2 separate regions of the Gossypium hirsutum genome follow, and region 2 is linked to region 1. The links are chromatin contacts, called in public Hi-C maps. All regions are on one chromosome and are shown on one strand. Each heading gives the region's core, a stretch centred on a gene start, on an enhancer-like site or on the middle of the called end of the contact. The rest is flanking DNA. Distances are from core to core; before and after follow the strand shown.

What was found. Hi-C and Micro-C count contacts between places; a contact is called where the count stands out from the background.
Region 2: a contact with region 1 is called in a Hi-C map of leaf, with 4 times the contacts expected there. The contact joins the promoter of LOC107962321 here to the promoter of LOC107962318 in region 1. A contact is called at or near these places in 3 of 34 Hi-C or Micro-C datasets (all in leaf).

The regions. Positions count from the first base shown.
Region 1 is chrA06:99,188,681-99,194,659 of Gossypium_hirsutum_v2.1, reverse strand. It overlaps LOC107962318 (ketol-acid reductoisomerase, chloroplastic), which reads right to left and starts at 2,217. Exons shown (of 10, transcript XM_016898658.2): 1 at 1,790-2,217; 2 at 1,580-1,672; 3 at 1,292-1,357; 4 at 1,072-1,212; 5 at 572-799; 6 at 351-468; 7 at 107-246; 8 at 1-14. The coding sequence starts at 2,077.
Region 2 is chrA06:99,394,556-99,400,495 of Gossypium_hirsutum_v2.1, reverse strand. It overlaps LOC107962321, which reads left to right and starts at 2,896. Exons shown (of 1, transcript XM_041115510.1): 1 at 2,896-4,334. The coding sequence starts at 3,280. The coding sequence ends at 3,864.

The DNA of each region.
Region 1 (5,979 bases), core at 968-3,467:
ACAGCTAGCATACCCTATGGAAACAAACACAGAAATTGGCCACAACAGGGATCTGTAAGTAAGAATTCCAAAGAGAGGAGAGAGCATAGCAAGCAACATGGATCACCTTTGTTGAAATGGTCTTTGACACAATTCCTGTTATGCACTCAACGGTGTTTTTGTAAGCCAATTCTTCACTCATTCCATCCTCCACATACCTTCTAAACAAGCATTCAACAACCCCATGAACAGCACCTAGCAAGATGCCTGCAGAAAGAAGAAACAACAACACGCTTTAGGCATTAATTTTTTTTAAACAAAAGATGAAAAATAAGCACGGTTGACAAAATAACACAAACAACTCAGCTCACCTCTCTCCCCAAAAATGTCACTTTTGTATTCCTGCTCTAATGTGGTGGCGAATGTAAAAGGAGAACCAAGGGCAACCGACCATCCCAAGGCCACATCTGTAGCTCTACCATCAACATCCTGCTCCAAATTAGACATTGTCATTTAAGCATGCTTTTTTGAAAAGGTTTAGTTTTGACATTCATTTAGACTAAGTTGAATATATGATCAAGAGATAATCAACCTGATGGACAGCAAAACTAGCATTAATTCCAGCGCCATTTATCTCTTTTCCCTGAACATAAAGTCTCCTCACAGAAGGTCCCATTCCCTTCGGGCAGACAGCAATTACACTGATGTTCTTAGGAAAATCAAGCCCCAACGATTGTAAATGGCCAAGAAGAAATCCATGGGAAAGCCCAAGGATGCTATTTGGCTTCATGTGGGAGAAGACCTTTTCATAATTATCCGCCTAGATAACATAATTCAGAAAATAAAGCTTCATAAGAACAAACCAAAAAGTGCAGAGAGCCTATGAATCATAGTGCATGTAAGTCTTAAGCATTTACAAGTTGTCACAAATCAGTCTAACAGACTTGGAAAAATTTTTCATGTGAGTCATATATTGGCATCAGAAAGATGTCTGCTATGGGCATGCAGCTTATACAATTAGCCAATGCTAACCATAACCAATAGCCAATATTTAAAACGCAGAAATAGAAAACATGAGAGCAGCTTAGCAACCTGTGCAGAATCAGAGATCAACAATAACACGAGATCACTTCCAGCAACAGTTTCCCATATGTCCCCCAGAGTTCCGTTCTCTTCAGTAAATCCTGCAGCACGGGCTTCAGCAAAGGAGCGAGAGCCTTTCCTCAACCCAATCTGTAATCATCATCAAGTAACAGTACATTTAGTCAAATCAATGAATGCAAAATAAAATGCAGTGAGAATTCGAGCTTGCCTTCACAACAATATCAGATTTTGCCTCTACAAGAGAATCCCTCAGATTCTGTGCTTGAGCTGGCCCCTAAAACCATATTTTAAACCACGTTTTAGTTAAGGGAATGTAATATTCGGATATACGATTAATGAACATTTGCAAAATAAAAACCTGAAAGACTTTCGTGGTCAATGAAAACTGAAAAGCATGCTTTTGATCTTCATAATTATGAAATGGTGGGGAAAAAGGTTTCCCTTTTGCTTTTATTTACAGGGAAAAAGAAAAGGAGAAATGTTGTAAATTAATAACCTGAGAACCCCAACCAATAACACCAATCTGTTTGATTCCCTTAAAAGCATCATCCAATAAAGGGAACAAATGCCGTCCTCCTCTCACAATGTACTGCCAAATACCCAAATCCATCAATATATATGAAAATAATCAGCAAACGGAACTGAAAAGCAAATGCAAAAGAAGAAGAAAAAGAAATGAAATGACTTAATTAGGGGGTCAGTTAACCTCTTCGTGATCAGCAAGAGAGATCTTTTCTTTCTGGAAAACGGAGGTATGGAAGTCAAGCGATGTCGTCTCAGACACTGCCGAAGGGACTGTCCCCATCTTGGCGACGATGGCGTTGGTCCTTGTAGAGACATGATGAGCTATCAGTGATTTTGGAATCGGCGAATAACGTGAGGACGATGATGATGTAAAGCGTGTTTTGAGGACGGTTGATTTGGTCGATGAAGATATCGACGGTGTAGAAAGGAGTGCGGCTTTAAAGGAAGTGGTTGTAGTGGTGGCGGCCATTGCTGAAAGACGAAAGCTGGTGTGAGAGACGGTTTCGAACTGGACTTAGGTTTATGTGCTGAGCACCAACTTTGGCTTTTTTTATAAGGGGGTGAAATGGTTGGTGAGGTTTTTGTTTTTTTCGAAGAGCATAATATGGGTTGGTGTTTTTTTTCTTTTTCATTTTAATTTAAATGGAAAATTGTTTCTGCACTGTTTGTTACAAATATGACAAAGTATTTTATATGATAAAAATAGAAAAAATAGAAAAAAATATTTGATACAATATTTTAAACTCGATAAATAAATGAAAAAATATAAGTATTTTATAAGGTATAATAAAATATTAAATAAATAAAATGAGATATATTACAGTTTTTTTATTTTATTTACGTTATTATAAAAAAGTACACAATCAATGTACTAAATGATTTAAATATATAAATAAATATAACATTGTTTACCTCCTTAATTTATTTATGGAGTAAAAAAACCGGTAAGCGGTATATTAAATAATTATCTAATATATATTAACTTATTTATTTGAAAAATAGTTTTTTTAAGTTCAAAAAAAACAATATAATTATAGTACAATTAGAAATACATGTAGGAATAATTATAGAATAGAACCAAGCTAATATAAAGTTCAAACTTACAAAGAAGTAAATAATTTAGTGACTTATCAAACTAAAATTCACATATGACAGTTACACATGATACCAACTTTTACTAATAATACCAAGATATTATTAGCCTATATTAATTAATTATGATAATTATATATTAACTAATTATGGTGAATTTATATTATGAAAATTAATTACAATAAATATAATAACTAATTATAGTGAATTTACATTAATTATGATAAATGTATTAACTATTAACTATTTGTGATATATATTAACTAATTATGGTAAATATATAATATGATACATATGTAAATTAATTATTGTGCATCTTCTCAATGACTTGTATAAATTATGGAGTAAACTACTAAACAGTCACTTTTGTTTCCTTCAGGTTATATTTTAGTCACTTATATTTGAAATGTTACGTTTTAGTCACTTATGTTAACGTGTTATAACATTTTAGGCACTGAGCTATTAATTGTCATTAATAATGTAACGGTAAGCTGACATGGCATGTTAAATCATCATTTCAAACAAAAATTTTAAGTTAAATTATACAATTAGTCCCTATATTTTATTTTCGTTTTGAGCAATTTAATTTTCTTCTTTTACGTTAAAAGAGATGAAAAAGGGAGGGAAATAGAGGGAGAAGCATAAAAGAAAGGAAAATGAAGAAAAAAAGAGAAAGTTGAAAGAACATAAAAGAAAAAAAATGCTCAAAACGAAAAAATATGGTGACTAATTGTATAATTTAACCTAAAATTTTTGTTTAAAATGATGATTTAGCGTGCCACATCAGCTTATTGTTACACTGTTAAAGAAAATTTACGGCTTAGTGACTAATATGTTACAACACGTTAACGTCAGTGACTAAAACGTAACATTTCAAACATAAGTGACTAAAATGTAACCTAAGAAAAACAAAAGTGACTATTTTGGAAGTTTACCCTAATTTAATTATAGTAGTCGATTAATGAAAGCTGCCACTAGAGATCATAAGTTCTTTTTAAATTTCTAATGTTTTTTTTATTATTTTAATAAGTGGTAGGATTTAATTTAAGTTTATTTTAAATATTAATTTTTTCTTAATTTATATTATAATAATATAAACTATTAAAATTTAAATATTACAAAAATATAATATTACTAAAACATTACAAATTTTATAATAAATAACTATAAAATATTAAAATTGATAAATATAATTTAACATGTACATTACACGAAATAAAAAATATATAGTATAAAAACTAAATTAGAATTCTGAAGTAAAGAAGGAAACAATTAACATTATATGGTAATTAAAGATCAATTAACATTATATGATAAAATATTGCAACAAAATAGTTTATATCTATTTTCTAGGGGTTTTTTAAGTTAATTTTTTTAGAGGGGAGTGATGAGTGGAACGATTCCTACGGTGGATTTCGTGGCAGGTGCTAATAACTCGGGTTAGACTAGTGGTATTGGAAGGGCCACAAAGAAAGTTCGCAATAGACCGGAAGTATAGTTAGATTTTAATGACCCGGTGTGGATAATAATAGCCAGAGGATTTAGTCAGAGATTCCGAAGGCGTCGTACAAATCAACCATCTTAGGGGTTTCCTTAGAGAAGAATAATGGTGGCTTTCTAGAAGAGGAGTTTACACTTTTGGATGGCGGCGCTGTTACTTAAGTGATTAAAGTGTTCCGTCGATTACATTCTCTAACAGAGTGTAGAAGCTTATCCAACGATGAATGACCAATACAGTTCTTGTGAAATTACTGGGGGGAAGGATTGGTTTTAATGTTTTGTTAAATAAAATCAATTTACTGTAGGATCCTCAGTGTCTGATCCAACTCATGGATCTTGAGAATAATTTTTATCTGGTTCGTTTTTAGGATGAATCTGATTATAATAAGGTATTAGTAGGAGGGTCGTGGGTAATTTTTGGCAGATACTTGACTATTCGGCCATGGTTACCGAAGTTTTCAACAAGTTAGAATGGTATTGAGTCGCATGTTGTTTGGATTAGGTTACCTGGTTTGCCTGAAATGGTATTGAGTCACAGGTTGTTTGGATTAGGTTACTTGGTTTGCGTGAAGGTTATTACTCAGATTGCCTCCTAAGGGTGATTGGTCAGACATTGGTCCGGTGGTGAAGCTAGATGTTCAAACGGATTGTGCTTGCAAGGGATGATTTGTACGGCTGGTAGTCTATGTTGATTTGAAGAAGTCGTGGTGTCAAAGGTATAAATTAATGGTCGTCTCTAATGTGTTGAATACGAAGTTTTACCAAATATATGTTTCCAATGTTGTATATACGGACATGTAGTGGACATTTTTCCTGAGATTACGACGGATTCATCGGTGGAGGAGTCAGGTTGTGCTTGATCGGTCATGGAGAAGTCGTAGATGGTGGTGGAGAGACGGAGAGGGCGTAGCAGGCTTTCAGTGAAGGAAGAAACGGCAGTTCCGGGGGACTTGTTAGGGGACTCGCTTTGTGGCGTTGGAGGTTAGTGAATGAAAGATTTCTGCAGGGTTTAATGGCGAGATTAATGGGAGTGATGAGGTAATGACTAAAGAGAAGTCTAACGGTGATGGGGATATAGGGTTAGGGTTTCCAGAAAAAGATGTTATTGAGGCGAAAGGGAAGCACGCCAAGCTAAAGGCTAAGGGGAAAAAGTGGTAATGGGGAGTGGGCCAAAGTCGGCCTTGAAGGTTTTGAAGCCCAATAATGGAAGCTTGGGTATGAATTTGAATATTGGGCGGGGTGGTTTTGATGATGGATCGAGGTTGGGCCAGGTGGGTGCCATTGATAAAGGGAAAGCTATAGTGATAGAAAAAGTGAAAATTTTGGCTAATTTAAATAAGAAGAAACATGCAGCAGTTCGAATTGTAGAGAAAGAAAAAATGGTAGTTAATACTGACAAAGAGAATGAGATTTTTATGTTTGGTAAAACGAGCTCTCCCATAGCACAACAATTGCGTGCTAACATTACTCGCTATAAACAGTGAGGGGAACCGCCCGATGAAACTTTTAGGATCTAGGAGCAGCAATCAATTGATCTCCAATTAGCAATAGAGGGTTTGGTTTGTGATCTCGAAAGGAATCCAAACAAATATGTTATGGTCTCGGATCCTCAAGTTGTTGAGGAAAGTATGATTGTGGATGACACTAATGGTGTTGAGGTTATTGTCAGAATTTATTGTAGTCTTATTTCGGGTTTGGCTTGTAAATTTCCTTATTTTTTATGAACACTAAAATAATTTGTTGGAATTTCCAAAGAGCAGGACATCCTCATTTTTACAA
Region 2 (5,940 bases), core at 1,647-4,146, 210 kb before region 1:
AACAAAGACCCGGAAGTCTGGAAATGGTGTTGAAGTGAAGTCGGCCATAATTGGAGCTTTGCTAAACAACCTCATCGATAAAGTTTGGTTTACATTTGACCCCATTATTTATGCCATTTCTCCAAAAGAATAAACAACAAGTATGCAATTACATTTCCTTTTCTATTCAATACAGTTGAAACTAATAATGCTCTATTTTATAACAATGTTACTAAATTAGTGAGTTGCTCACCTAAACACTTAGGTGAGTTAAGCTCACTAGTTTGACTTCAATTTTGAGTTTTGAAGGTAACCTTGTTTACATAATAAAAAATAGCTCCATTTTTATACTTTATGGAATGAAAATTTTCGAAAATAAACAAGCAGAAGCACAAGAGTGTGGAATTGGGAAGTAGCTGAAGAGAGATAAAAAGGATGAATACATAGAGTACAGTGATTTCATCCCTAGTTTCTCTTTACCAAATGATTTGATAAATTAAGTAATTGAATGTAAAAAAAATTTGTTGAATTAATTGAAAACATATTTAGCTAAAAAATAAAAAAGATATTGCCTAAACTAATAATAAAATCTATATCTTAAATTCATCAATATAAAATTACCAAAACACCACTAACTAATTAAAAATGAAAAACAAATAAAATTATTGGAAAATATTACTTTTAAAATTATTCACTCATCATAATTTCATTCTTAAATTACCACATTCATATTTTCCAAAATTAAAAACCCTCATTCACCAGGAAAAGGAACTATCACTTATCTTTTTATGTAACTTCTTCTTCTTATTTTTTTCATTTTGATAAATTTTTTTTCAAATTATACTTAATTACTTCAGTCCATCACAATTTAAAAAACTTATTATTGTTAAAAATTGATTGAAATGTAACCCAATTAAAATATGTCACGTCACGTTTCAATCCAATAAAAAAACGTTACATGACATCATATATAGTAACAATAAAAATATTGAAAAATAAATTATAAAATTTATATATACTATATTTTTTACCTACATTGTAGACTTGATAAATTCTGATAATATTATAAAATGACTGCTTGATTTAGTGTCACTTGATTCAATGACACCAACTCAATAATGAAATTACCAAAACAAATCAAAATTTAATTATAACACATTTTTCATAGGAATGTCATCTACTCTTAAAAGTTGCCCACCAAAATATTTTTTATTTTTATCTCTAATAATAAATGACTACCATTAAAAATACACATTCACTTACAAATAATTTATAAAATTTTAATTGATTTTTATTTCAAAATATAATTACTTTAATAAATACTATTTATTTTGAAAATATTATTTTCTCATATGAATTTTAGTATATATATATGACTTGTATTTTTACACATTTATCATGAAATTTTAAATTCTACAATATCCCATATATCACAATTTTTTAATTGTCCTAGATATATATGTAAGAGAAATGTAGGATGAACAAAGGTCATGAGATAATTACTTATATATAAATATATAGAGAGTACAAACTTGCTAAACTTTATTATCACCATCTCTTTTAAAACAAGTGGATTAAAAATTTGTTCTTTTAGTGGTTAGTTGAAATTATATAGTCTTAAAGAATGAAAAGAATAATTATAAGACATTAAAGAAAAGAAAAAAAAAAGACAAAGAAGATTGTGACTAAATCAATCTTCAAATAAGATTTGATTTGTTTAATGTGGAGATAAAAGGGGATTTGGTCCATAACAGCACATCTTAAAAAGTACATCCTTTTTGCCAATGTGATTGATGTGTGGTTAAGGGGCCCATATATTTTCTTTTATTATATACTTAGTAATTTGTTTAATCATAATTAAGCTGATTAAAAGGGCTCTAAAAGTATATGTAAGACAGTCAAATAAGTTCTCAAAAAAAAAAAAGGTGAATGGATTTGGTGAGCTAATTTAGCAATCAAGAAGGGTTATTATTTGAAAGAAAATTTGAAAAAGCCTTCACAATTCAATGGACCCTCCTTTCTCCATACTTTCACATGTTACCCACTAACATCTACATCTGAACCATTTAATTGGTAGGGCCATGCTTGGATGGGACATGACTAACATTAAACAGTGTTTTATTAACTGTTAACCTTTGTTTAATTCTCAATGTAGTCATACTAATTTTGTTTTGGTCCCCCAAGTGAAAACGAAATTGTAAAACATCAAATCCAGCCATTTAATACCCTTTTTTAAGGGATTAACTTGAATCTTTTTTGCTTCTTGTTGGTGTCATGATCTTAGTTTTTTTTGAACCTTCATGCTTACTTACAAAAGAATGCTTGAACTAAGTGTATATGTGAAAAGTGGGAACTAAAACAATCACTCTCAAGTGAGGTCTAGAGAATTTAGGAACTGGGAATGAAGCTATATGTCGCAAATTAATCACTTGAGGAAAGGAAGAAATAAATCTGAAACCACAAAAAAGGGGTGGAAATGATAAAATAGAAGAATTCTTAAACTCTACCATCTAAAACCTCGCTTTCCAATGAAAACCACAACCCACATGATCTTGCTTGGGAATATTGGAAGATCACAATTCATAATCCCTCTTAAAAGAAGATTTCCCTAAACCCCAACTCCCCAATCTCCCTCCCTTCTCACAATGCCCAATTTTTTTGAACTCTAAACAAGGCTTCTCTCTCTCTCTCTCTCTTTATCCTAGTGGCCCCATCTAATAATAGTGGCATTTTGGGTCTTGAAAATGACACTTGTCATAAGGTGATTGAATCATGTGTCATTGGTCATCCCCTGGCAGGAGGGTCTTGTTCTGGCTTACTTGGCAGTTCCAATCATGCACTAACATGTGTCACCCATAAGCTCTCCAACCTAGCAATACTAACCCCCCCAAAATTATTGATCTTAGTGAAGGGAAGGGAGATGGGGGCCCTAAATGATGGATCCAAAAGGCAAAGTACAGAGTAAGGTGCAATTATTCATGCCATAGATTTCATCCTAAGCAAGTGAAAGGAAAAAAATTCCCTCAAAAAAGCAGAGAAAAAGGGCCAGGGGAGAGGGGGTTGGAATAGCTAATTGTGTATATAATAAAAAAACATCATTAATTTTCTTTCCTTTCTTTCTTTTGGGTGACTGATTCCCAACTCTCTTTGTGTTAGCCAAGGCTAAAGAAAAAAGAGATTTCTCTTTCTTTCTTTTTTTTTTTTTCTCTTCTTGTATTCTCTCTTTCATTACTTCATTTGCTCCCTCCTTGTTCTTCTTTTTTTCTCTATGAGAGGCCAATATAGAGAGAAAGAAGAGGCATGAAGAACACAATCCGGTGCTGCATCTCTTGCATTCTGCCCTGTGGAGCACTCGATGTGATTCGAATAGTACACTCCAATGGCCGCGTTGAAGAAATCAGTGGCTCCATCAAAGCCAGCGACATCATGAAGGCTTACCCTAAACACGTTCTAAAGAAGCCTTCCTCTTCTTCTTCCGATGATGGGATGGTCCCAAAAATCGTCATCGTCCCACCCGACGCCGAACTTCAACGTGGCAAGATTTATTTCCTAATACCACTCCCTTCAACACCCGATAAAACCCGTTCCAAAACTTCCTCAACAACCAAGAAGAAAAAAAGAGACAGGCTTGACACCACCACCAACAACAACGGCGGCGGCGCCAGTAGCAACGGCCGCAACCGCCAGCATAATCACAGCCGAAGCATGAGCAACGCCAACAAGAACAACAACACAATTTCAATGTCGAATCTTTTGATATCGGATCAGTATTTAAGTGAGATACTTTCAGAGAAACTATCAACGCAAAGGGATCGAAGAAGAGGCCGAGTTGGGGTGTGGAGACCACACTTAGAGAGCATCTCCGAATCTCCAAACGATGGATGATCATCATCCACGTCACTCTGTTATATTACTACTACTACTATTTTCTATTAGAAGTATGCCTATGGGGTTTACAATTTTCTTCAGATTTCTATCTGATTCATTTTTAGGAAAAAAAATCCGCCCTATCATCCATTAGGGTTGAAGCAACAAGCTGCTTATTTGCTTTTTTCTTTTTTATAAGTTTCCCACTTCCTTTTCTACATTTCTTTTCTGCCCTTTTATTAGTTTTTATTTTGAGTTTTGTATATATAGGCATAGAATAAAAAATAAGAATGCAATGCAAGAGAAAAAAAGAAATGAAGCTGAAATCTGGGAACTGTGGTGATGATAAATCATACAACACATGCTGTTATTGTGGGATCTTGGGTCCGGATGATTTGCCACAGTTGCCGGGTTTTTAAGTGCCAAATCTCTTGGAAGTTGTAAGTTTTTTTTTTTTGTAAATGCTGAGAGAAGGATTATTTGTGGTATTTATTTTTATTGTGTGGGGGAAGTAATTATTTGCCGGGGGAATGAAAGGGTACGATAAACAGTAAGCATAAATTTGGTATGGACTCCAATTCAAGGCATTTAAGATTATTAGAATCTTTAAAAGGGGTAAATGCAAAGGTGGTTTCTCATCGTTATGATGATGATGTGAGGACCGTCACTTTCAACCATGGATAACTTGGAAAATTTCATCAATTAATTTCTTTTTTACTAAAAATTTACTAATAATTTTAAATAAAACTTGCAATTCGGATATAACATTTAATGATTTACAATAGACTTTAAATTATTAGTTAATCATATCATATTTGAAAGCAAGAAAAAGGAAGAGGATCTCTTTAATAAAAAATTTGAAGATAGTTGCATAATTTTCTTGTGGTGGGGTGATACAAATCTTTTGTGTAAATCAACATAAAACGATATTCAAGATGGAATTAAAATGGGAAAAACTTTCAGTCAATTTTGTAATATGTATAAAAGAAATAAAAGCCAACTCAATCATTAGTTTCTATAAAAGAATGAAAAATCAAAGAGCCTATATTGATGAAAAGTGACAATTCATTGTGATGAAAGCACATGATCAAAGCTATATATGCCATGTTCCACAATCAAAACCGAAAGGAGAAGAGTTCACATGATGATCTTTAGTATGATATGCTAGAATCCATAAACATCTAGGGAGCTTGGAACCACAATGAAATATCCCCATCAACTAGAGAAATAAATAAACAAATAAAAAGAAAAAGAAATTAATTAAATCAAAGTGACTTTTGAGAGTGTAAGGAATAATAGTCCCCACGTATAAAACCTTTTTTCCACTATAGAATAATTATAATTGCAGTTGCACTAAACAAAGTGGGCTTTGGAGGGGGGCATATAAATGTCTTGTAACTTTTTCATTTTTTCTTCTTGTTGTTTTACAAGATGGATTTATTAGATGGTGAGTGCCAACAGCATCCTTTAAAGCTAATTTAACAGTAAAGTTTGACCACTACATTGGCTGGATTATTTGTTTCTTTTGCTTGAGTTTCACTTGTGCTAGCTACCTACCTACGTTCTTCATCCCCATTATTTTCCATCTTAATATATAAATATATATATATGTTTCTGAAGCTATAATTTGCAGATTTTATTTTATCTTTTAGTTTCTGGGGTTTTCGCAGTCCCACCATCTGGGGCCAACAAAAAGGTAACATAAGATAGATATCATTGTAACACTATCTATTTCAATTGGTGCCTTGGCATGACAGAGTTGCAGTTCATTTTATCTGCTTCATTCTGTAAACCTTTTTTGAAATATGTCTTTTTCCATCCTTTTTCATTGATGGTTGAATTGAACCCTTTTTTTATTTCTGAATCCTAAATAGATAAAATTATTGCCTTGTGTTCATATATTTGAATTTTTTTTTTAAAAAGGGAAGATTAACCTTGTTGTACTAGTAAAGTAAAGATAGTGATGAGACCCGCATAAGGTTGATGTTTTTGTGAAATGTGATCTCAAGTGTTAAACACTGTTTGCCGACATACATAGGATAGGAGGACAAATTATGGGACGATTGATCCATGATTGGACACAGCAGTTGAAAT